2 separate regions of the Mus musculus genome follow, and region 2 is linked to region 1. A link is a contact called in public HiChIP or PLAC-seq data. All regions are on one chromosome and are shown on one strand. The core of a region is the stretch at or near the end of the contact, and the rest is flanking DNA. Distances in the headings are between cores, read along the strand shown.

What was found. HiChIP or PLAC-seq counts read pairs in DNA pulled down with a chosen protein or histone mark.
Region 2: a contact with region 1 is called in an H3K27ac HiChIP or PLAC-seq map of heart atrium, with 2.6 times the contacts expected there. The contact joins two enhancer-like sites. A contact is called at or near these places in 1 of 484 Hi-C or Micro-C datasets (nephron progenitors), 2 of 115 datasets of contacts at active chromatin or transcription factors (embryonic stem cells and heart atrium) and 1 of 9 other capture datasets (adipose tissue).

The regions. Positions count from the first base shown.
Region 1 is chr3:30,244,357-30,249,383 of GRCm38.p6, forward strand. The region is part of intron 1 of Mecom (MDS1 and EVI1 complex locus); the gene reads right to left. Among named protein-coding and RNA genes, the nearest start is that of Mecomos, 230 kb to the left of the region's middle. Within about 2 kb of position 2,330, at least 51 of the 459 cell types and tissues checked have an H3K27ac peak or open chromatin away from gene starts, as enhancers often do. A contact at or near this core is called in heart atrium, where this site is marked.
Region 2 is chr3:30,389,538-30,394,748 of GRCm38.p6, forward strand. All of the region lies in intron 1 of Mecom (MDS1 and EVI1 complex locus), which reads right to left. Among named protein-coding and RNA genes, the nearest start is that of Mecom, 120 kb to the right of the region's middle. Within about 2 kb of position 2,839, at least 7 of the 459 cell types and tissues checked have an H3K27ac peak or open chromatin away from gene starts, as enhancers often do. A contact at or near this core is called in heart atrium, where this site is marked.

The DNA of each region.
Region 1 (5,027 bases), core at 1,080-3,579:
GTGTGGTACTTAGCAGCTCCCTAATCTTAAAAATAGGCTGAGACAGAAACATGATTTGGGATCTCAGGCAGACTGGTTGAGATCATAGCTGTGTAAAACAGCTGCCAAGAGGAGCCCGACTAGGGAATTGAACAGATTAGGTAACTCAGAAATTTAGACATTTCCCCCCATTATGTTTCTTGTTGCAGTTTTGTAATAAAAACACGAGCAAACTTCAAAGGAAGCTCTGTAGTAAAGGTTAATTGCCACTAAAGAAGAGGGTGGGCCCAAGCACCAGTACTTTGTGCCCAACTCCCAGGCAGACAGGAAGGATTACACGTGGCTGAACGCAGACGATGTGTGCCCAGCATCAGGAGAGGGAGGCTTAGCCAAACCTCAGGCCCCACCAGGGACCTCCAGGGAGTATGTGAGCATAGAGCCATGAGTCTGTGAGTCCATGCACGCTTACCAGTGGTCGGGGAAGGGAGGGGGAAGACTGCAGTTTCCTTTCCAAATTAAAACAGGACATGCTCTCCGTCCCTCCTCAGGACAATTCCTGAGTGGTGACAGAGGCGTGCTGATGAGAAAGCAAAGGACCTCAGGGGCCAGCTCTTCTCCACCAGCAGCAGAGCCCTCCACTGAACATGTGAGGAAAGGGAGGAGCCCAGGTAATACCAGATGCACAAACCGAGCAATGAACTGGCCATTGAAGCACTCTGTGAAAATGTCCCCAGGAAAATGAAATTTCACACTCCCAATGAAAGGAGGAAAGGAAACTACTAAGATGAGGAAAATAGATGCTCATGGAGCTGACAAATAGGCTGTAAAGGATTCTATGGAAATCCAGCAGCATAGATTTGGAAGCAGAGGTCTGTCCTATAGAGGTCATTGTCTTAGAGAGGTCACCCATGGGCAGTCTTCAAAGCACCATGATCCCAGAAAAGGGTGAAAGGCAAACACTCGTCATGTTTCAACTCTGGTCCATGTGTGTGACATCTGAGTCTCTATGGCATATTTGTGCCCTAGCCTGCTGACATGGCTTGGCATGTGGAATTTTCCTAATGGTCTTTCAAGCTCCTTTGACTCTCAGTGTTTCAGTTAGCTTCCTTGTTCTGACCTAATCCATTTCTTCCCTCTGGGCCTTGCTACCTGACAGTATTCAAAGCACTTCATTAGTCTGCTGTCAGAAAGATCCAGAATGAGAGAGGGTTGGGAGAGGTAGCAACAGACAGGGCCAAGAGTACAATAGGAATTGAAAACAAATAGCAAATATATACATAAATATATTTCTCATATTATGGTATAGGCCTTGCTAAGCTTCTCTTAAATGGCGATGGAAAGAAATTGCTAGAGCCTTTTGGCATCTATTTACAGAATCCAAGAAAACAAAATAGAGACACTAACGTTCTGTGGGTAAGGCCTAGAGGGAAAGCATGACCTGGTTAATGTTTGGTATATTTTGTTGTTGGTGAGCCTAGTCACCAGTCTATACTGGAAGGCCTGGTAGGACCAGACTCCTTACATGCCCGTCTGTATTCCTTTCACAATGCAACATTTGCCTGAACTCTCTTTTAGCACTACAAAATTTTAAGAGATTTTTGGCAACCTCTGACCTACTGGCTTTTTTTCATAAGCCTTTTATATCCCCAAAGTGGCTTTGCTTCCAATCCATTTAAAGTAGAATAGAAATGCCGGTATTTACATCACAGCTTACTGGCAGGTCGCTTCTCAGGCATCTGCAGTGAGCAGAGTACGGCCTTTCAGCGTTCAGGCCCTATCTACAGCAATTATTTGCCAGCATATCTAAAAGAAGGCAGGCATTTCCTGCTGCACACAAATGGGACACTCTTATCTAAATCACTGTTTAAACAGGTATTTAAGAAAACACTATCACAGGCAGGAATTTACTGATGACGGAACACACTGGTTTAGGGCTGGACTGGATGGTTAAGGACTAGCCATTGTCAAGAAAGGAAGTATATCAGCATGAGGAAGGTATAGAGAATATTTCACAACTCCCCAGGGGTCAAGATGGAGGATCATAAACTTGGGAAAGTGGCCATGAAAAAGGCAGTTGCCTTGAGGTTTCCACCCGGTAACTCCTCTGAACCCTGGAGCCACCTGAGAGGAAGAGCTAGCGAGTTGGGCCAGTTTGTGTCTGGGACCATTCCACTGAAGCCATAGCAGATCCCCATAATGAAAGCTGGAGAACTGCCAAACTGGGCATGCCAAAAGCTTAGAAAATGTATTTCCTGGAAAGACACTTTGAGAATCGATTGGCTCTCCCACAATCCGTAACCTAGGCGAGAGCGTGCTCTGGCTCCCCAGCCCTGCTCTAGCCAGTGCAACTGGAATTTATTCCCAGTGGAGGCTTATAAAGCTGGGCTGTTATTCTCACATTAAGTACACTGCCCTCTGGTGAGGGCTGTGGTTTCTGTGTGGGCAGAATGTGTGGTTTACTATAGCTAATTTGTTTATGTTGTTGACGGTGGTTTCAGAGGAAAGCATGTTAAGAAGTGATCTGATTGGCTTCTTTACCAAGACCGTTTAAAGGTGGCTGAGACATGCTGGAGCATTAATGCGCTGTCACTAATGGGGAACGACTGGTCTCTTTGACCACGGATGTGCTTCACTGGGTTCTGCGTGGGACCTGAGAGCCGCAGTCTCTTTATGAGGGTTATCTAAGTGTGGCTTGGTGGCTCTTGCCAGAAGTACTACCGCCTTGTCTCAGAAGGGGAGCTAAACACTGAAGGAAAAAGTCCAGCCATGACTTCCCTCGCAAGGACACTGAAGAATAGTATATACTGAGAGAAGAGAATCAGACTGTTCCCAGAAGAGGAAAGGCAAAACCTTCCTGGAAGATGGCGATCGGGAGGAAGTAAAGGACCCTGAGAGCCTCACTTCGTGCTTAAGCCAGACTGCGCTGTCTGAGACATGAGTAAGGAGCTTGCGTGAGCTCAGGTCCATTCCACAGAAGAGCTCATGGAGACCTTCCCTACAGCTACAACACAGAAGAACTTTCTTCCAGCCAGGAGTCCTGCATAAGGAAAAGAAAATACTTATGCATGGCTGGCAGAAGAGGGGGTTGTGGCTTGCTGAGAAAGAGGAATGCAAGCGGGCAATTAAACATCCACAGCGCCACACTCGGCTGGAAAGGAAGCAGAGAGTACCCCAAAGAACAAAATTTCCTTAGACTCTCAAACTCAGGGAAGTCTTTTTCTGTTCTGTTTTTGGTCTTGTTTTGTTTTTTTTTTTTTTTTTTTAAATGAGAAGTTGATCCTTGTTATCACAGGTTTGTTAATAAAAGGACAACAGTGATTTGTGTCCTGAGGTAACATGATGAGGAAGGTCCCTCCAGTAAGATCAAACTCTGCTCCATTGTAAATACCATATCTCTGCTGTTAAAAACAAGTCTAGATGTTGCCAACGAGCACAATCTGCCGGCCCATTCTACCCTCTAAAGGGCTGCGGATTGAGTTTTCCGACACCCACCCCATCATGTGAAATGTGAAATCGTTCAAAATTGTGGGGATGGAATGTGACTGAAAACATAAAGGAAAACTTTGGGGTTTTTTTTTGTTTGTTTAATTTCAGAAAACATTATTCATTTTTTAAAACTTTTCAGAAAAATATGAACAGATGTGTGTGTGTATATGTATAGGCATATATGTGTGTGTGTGTGTATGTGTGTGTGTGTGTATGTGTGTGTGTGTGTATGCCAGCCACACTTATGATTGAAGAAGGGGTAATTTCAACATGGTTAAGTGGTAACACAAGCTAGGTATTTAAGGGAATGATATAATATGACAACTTCATAGACTACCAAACCCTGCCTGGTGTCTGGGAATTGTCACTATCAACATGTGTAATAACTAGTAGCATTAGGTGGTCTGTACAGTATCCTTCCTGCCTCGTTGAGTCACACAGTGTAAGACAGTTGATGGGCACCAGGCAGTGCCTCCTAAAGACAACTGACTTCTTATGAAAGGCATCCAGGGCATCTTCTGCATAAATTACTATAGTTTACACCAAGAGAAGATTATGAATGTTTGCGAGGCTAAATTTATTTACAAACTAGGTCTAACTTATTTATATGGCTGGCCCAATAGGCTTTTGTTGAAATATTTATGCTATCTGTTCTTCTGCCCCACTAAACTCTATCACAATCATAAACACTGTTGAAAAATGATTCGCAGTTAGCAGGATTTAAACTGCCCGTTATATCCCAAGCTAGTGCCAGTAAACTTTTGCACTGGTTGATAAGGTTTCCTCCATGGAATAAATATACATTTGACTTTCAAAATCTTTGGTGAGCTCGATGCTATGAAAAGTAAAGGTTTAAACAGATGTTCTGGGCACCACCTATACTGCATGAATGCTTCCACTGCATGTTCCCATTGACACTCTGGGGAAAGATCGCAAAGGGGTCCAGGTTTAAATCCCTTCCTAGCATTCAAAGTGGGATCAGATGAACAACTGTGGAGGTTGTAGCCCTCTCCAACGATGCTGCCACTTGGGCTGATTTGTGTGCCCATTTGAAGCTACTTTTCCAGTAACATGTTGTAACTAGTGTGTCACAGAGCTGATAGAGACAGACCAGAAACCAAAGACAATAAAGCTTCCTCCATCTGGTAGTTTAGCATTGATCAGCAAAGTCAGGAGGTGGTAGGAGGTATCTGGCCATGCAGCAGAAGATGACTAAGTTGAGGTTCAGAATCATGAAAAGTAGAACAAGAACTGTATTTACGCTCCTGTGTAGCCAGGCATCTCCAGCCTTAGACTGACGAGAACCATATGCCATTGGCCTTTTGTATCTACAAACTCTTCACATCCAGAGATCCAACCAGTAACAGATGGAAGATATTCACACATATGGCAATGCCTCTACTGAACTCACACACTTTCTCTTCCTGTCACTGTTCCTAAGCAATTCAGTGTGACAACAAGTATCTAAATGGCTTTGGCACTGCAGTAGCCATTGGAAGTAACATAGCAACAACTTAAAGTTTACAGGAGCATTTGTGTAGGTTAGAGGCAAGAAATGTTAT
Region 2 (5,211 bases), core at 1,589-4,088, 150 kb after region 1:
ATCGACCCAAACATGTGTAAATGAAGCACAAATTTTGAGAAAAAAATAAAAAGATTTGCTGTTGTTATTGTTGCTGTTGTTGTTGCTGCTGCTCTTGTTGTTCTTGTTACTGCTATTGTTACTGCTATTGTTGTTGCTGCTGCTGTTGTTAAGGAGCTCTGGTTCCTTTAAGTCTTCATTCCAACCTCTCAACTCCTACAACTCCTGGTAACCTACAGCTAAGCCCTCGGAATGTTCCACTCTGTTTGACATTTTAACATCTTCTCTGAGCTCCAAACCAGCTTCTTACAGTTTTTCTCCTCTGTATCAAATCCAAGAGATCCTCCCCATGAGGGTCCTCTCCCAGTGTTGTTAATGCTCATAAATGCTATGACCATCTGCCCATCTGCACTAGCCAGAAAACCAACTCTACACCCCATGGTGCTTCATCTTCAATGTCAATCTGACTAGATTCAGAATGGCCTAGGAGAGATAGCCACCTGCTGGGCTATCTGTGAGGTTGCTTCTGGAGAAACTTAAGTGAAGAAAAGAGGTCCCACCTTGGATGTTGGTAGTACTGTCCTATATATAGGCTGGAGTCTCAGACAGAAAACCAAGTGAACAGAGAGAGAGGCAGGTGAGCACCAGCATTTTGCACTTCCTGCTTCCTGACTAGAGACAATGTGACCAGCCATAATGTGCTCCTACCTACACACACACACACACACACACACACACACACACACACACACACACTTCGCTGTGATACTGGACTGTTTACTCCTAAACTGCAAGCCAAACTATTTCCTTCCTTAAATTGTTCCTGGCAAGGTATTTTGTCACCACAATAAAAAAAAAAATTACTCCACATCAAACACTTATCAAGATTTTGAATCTCAAGTGTCCTGTGAGCATATGATTTCCTTTGCCCACACAAGAGCTAATCGTTATTTCCTAGCTTCTGTGAGACTCCACCGACATCTCTACACACCTGTCTACTGCCCAGCACATAGGGAGAGCTTTCAAAGCATGTATCAGATCACGTCAGTTTTCTGTACAGGCTTTCCTACATCCTTGGTAGCCTAGCCTTCAAAGCCCTGCACAACTAGCTTCTTGCTTTCTCTGTCAAATAAACAGTCACGAATATGCAAATATGCGGTTCTCACCAAGTGAGTAATCAAGAAGTAACAGGGAACCTTAGCAGCAAAGGAGAGTTCCAAGGCTGCCTTCAAACTTGCCTCAGATGAGGTCTGTTTGCTACCCAGGATGGATTCTCCTCTCCACTTCCCATCCAATCCTCTACAAAGACCTAACTTTAAAATTCAATCTTCACAATGCCTCTGGGAGCTCAGCAGGCATTTGTAGTACACTCTCTCTTCTCCATAGTCAAGAGTCTATGAACACAGCTGTTCTCTCAATGGTGCTAACTCTTATTCCTGTCTCCATCACTACACAGCAAGTTCTTCAAGATCATGACACTACCTACCCCGAGAACATCCTCAGTCAAATGTGACCAATCCTATGAACTGGAAAATAAATTTAAAGAGTTTCTATGACCTGTTAAAGGGACAGTCTGAAAACTGCACTGGGCATTAAAGTAAACCAGGGCTTTTGTTTAATGCTGGCTGGCCTGTGGAGGAACTAAACATCTGCATTTCAAACACATTCACTGGGGATACTGTTACAGCCAGCCTAGGGACCAGCACTCTTAGAAGAGATAAGCTCTGAAACTCAACTCAGAGAATGTTAGTTGAGAACTATTATGTGTAGATTAGAGGGGGGAGGAATTAAATAAATAAAACAGATCTGCTTTGGATCTTGTCTCGCACATATGTCTGACATCTTGACAGCACCCAGCTTCCTAAAGTGCCAGAGAAAAACAACCATTGCTGTAACCTTTCTCCAGCTGGAGACCCACTACCAGCTCTCCAGGTCCTCTGGGAAGCCCTCCTGAAATTGATCCCCAAGCACCTGCTTGCAGAAGCTCAGTGTCTCCCTCTGTCTCCCAGCTGCCCGTGGCTCACATGTGTTCCTCCATCACCAATAACATGGGAATAAGACCCCATCCAGCCTGCCAAGCGTCAGTGTCGCAGGACAACCCAGTGTCTCCTTCATCCTCCCTGTTCAACGACAGCATCCCCAGCTGTCAGAAGCCATCAGTGGCCTTGGTCACAGGTAGACCACTTAGCTGGGCCGGCATGTGTCTGTGGGGTTAGCTTCCACCCTCTGTGTTCTGACAGCAGCCTGCAAGGGCTCACAGAGCTGACTGAAGAGCAATTCCAGTTTTAATGAAAAAAATACTCCTACCCTTAGGATTCTGAGCTGCTACCAGGGATTTGCAAGTTGTTCTAAGGCTGTTTTTAAGACAAGCCCGTGGTATTTACATAGATATATGGGCCTCTTTAAAGTACTGTGGGGTTCTTATGAAAGGTATGTATAAAAGTTCTTGTTTTACTAGAAGGATTATATAAAAGATGTTAAAACATATTTCGACCAAGAAGTGGTATAGATGGTCACCAAATATAATGTATCCATTGTAAAGAAATCCCCACAAGAGACCTCTGAAATCCTAACGTGATTGAGTTATGCTGGACCCAAAACCCATTGAAAGTTTTCCAAACGGTAAAATATTAAATACACTCTTTTTTAAAATATTTACCAGTTAAGCACTCAAGTCCTGTAACTGGCTGACCTTTCACAGTAGTTTTTCTTCTACTTTTCCAAAAGCAGCCAAACAGGGATTTTTTTTTTCCTTTGACTGCTTTGTTTTGCCTTTTGTCGACAGGGTGGGGACTGGGGGGGACTGGATTTATTTTAAGCATAGGACTGCCCCCTCCGCCTATGCAATAACATCATAATGGCAGAATAATCACTGTAAACAATGCCCTAGGGATTGAGTTGGCTACAGTGTGGGCTCAGGGAGCCAGCTCCCCTGCTTTTCTTAACTACATCACTGCATTCCTGTCTGTGTGAGGATAAGAAGAGACTGCTTTCAGAGCAGGTTGATGGAAAGCGCTAATTGTTGACACATTAGCTAATTGTTATGATTAGCCCCTGGGGTTCCTTTCCTTTTCTTTCCGTTTTTCCCCCCTAGAAGTCAAGATCTTGGGTGTGAAGTATGAAGATGCATCAAGACAACAATGCTATACAATATTCAAACAACCGAGAGGCTGATCTTTGAGGGGACTCAATCCCTAGACTGTCATGCCTTAGGAACAGGCGACCCTCACAGGGGGGAAATATGCATCCCAACTGCCACATCCACCCAATACTTCAGACAGAAGTGGTCCCGGGTTATCACTAATAATCTGTTTTTACAAACCCACTGTGTCCTTGGAAAATTGAAGCAACTCCAAAGCAAACATACCATGTACAAACCATCACAGTCTACTAACAATGGAAGCAGCTTAGCGTCTGGGATAATGTGAATCTGTGAAGTTCCCCATATGGATGGTTCTGTTTTCTAGGATTTCATGGGTTATTTAAAATTGGGGTCATTCTCCACCATGGCTCAAGGCCAGAAAACAACTTGGGCAGAGGAAATAGTTCAGTGGATGCACTACTTGCTGCACAATTTGAGAACTAAAGCTCATATTTCTAGAACCCACGTAAAATGGGACAGGAAGCCTACAATCCCAGTACCTGAGCAGCAAAGACAGGAGATCCCAAGACAAGCTGAATGGACATACCAGAGAGTGCTAGGCTCAAACAGAAAGAAACCTTGTCTCAGTAATCAAGTAGGAAGACCCTGACATCAACCTCTGTTCTCCATTCTCATTCTCTCTCTCTCTCTCTCTCTCTCTCTCTCTCTCTCTCTCTCTCTCTCTCACACACACACACACACACACACACACACACGTGCAAACTCATGTGCATGTACACATGAAAATTAAAACAGAGAGAAAGCAACTACTGATGAAATAATTCTAAAATTGGCATGTGGCAAGGAAATCAAATAAGGATAGAAAGGAGCAAGCAATCTAATTAAAAGCTCAATTCTTACAATCTTACAATCAAACTAAAAGTTTCAATTCTTGGCCTCAGCCACTGAATGAATCATCAAGCTGTGCTTTGCCTGGTTTACTTGTAAATAATGCAAGCCAATGTTTACTGTTTGTTGTAGGAATATTCTAATTATATATAAAATATATAACTATATATGACAACTGAATTTTAAAGTAATTCCAGGCAAATATGAAAATTAAAGCAACATTCAACTATGGTACAGTGTTTGCGTCTAGCTTAACACAGAGACACGATCTTCTTAAACAAGTCTTGCACTCAATGTGATTGCATCTTACATTCATCCATTAACAAGGAACTCTTCATTCTTTCTACATGTGCCTACAATCCCAGCATTGGGACCACAGAGCAGGAGGATCCAAGGGGCTTGCTGGCCAACTGGCAAGGTAGAGAGCAATAAAGAAGAAACCCAACATTGACCTGTGGTACACGCACACACACACAAACACACATAGAGAGAGAGAGAGAGAGAGACATACGCATGAACACATATGTGTACACACATGCAAGGCAGTGCCCAAGATTTCTTGCATCCATGTAAGTCAGTGCTGAGTACGGTTGGTGCAACAGAAACAAAGCACTGTCACTTCTTCACAATTTAAATTCTGGAAATTAAAGGGTCTTTTAATTTATTTCTAACTTTTTAATCTCTTGTTATTAGCAGGCAGGATACATGTGCCATCATATGTATTTGAAGGTCAGAGGACAACTTTGTGTAGTCAGTTCCCTCCTTCCTCTTCCGGGTGACTTCCAGGAATTGAACTCAGTACCCAGTACAAGCAACTGCCATACCCATTGACCCATCCTATCTAGTCAGTCCGACAGGCTCTTCTAAAGGCTTCATTATCCCCTTTGTAGAAAGGAATCGACCTCTAGGAATGTCTTCCTGGTTTCTTCCTTAAGTCCGGCAGATAATACGATCACTGGAGAACTATACTATAGTCCTAAGAGAGGGGACAATATGGAGTGTCCCTTAGCAAGCATGTAACATGAGAAGTGAGGTCCCATTGGTGTTGCTGGGATGCTGTCTCCAGCCTGAGCACAGGCTTCAACATGCCAAGCAAGGAATGGGGGAGAGGGAGAAGCTACTGATGAGCTGTTTTATTTGAGTATGATGGTGTTTCTTCATACTACAACATGCTATTCTCACAGTACTGAAAGAAGTAGATGTTATTATTTCCATTGTACAAATCCAGTCCCTGGGGTTTT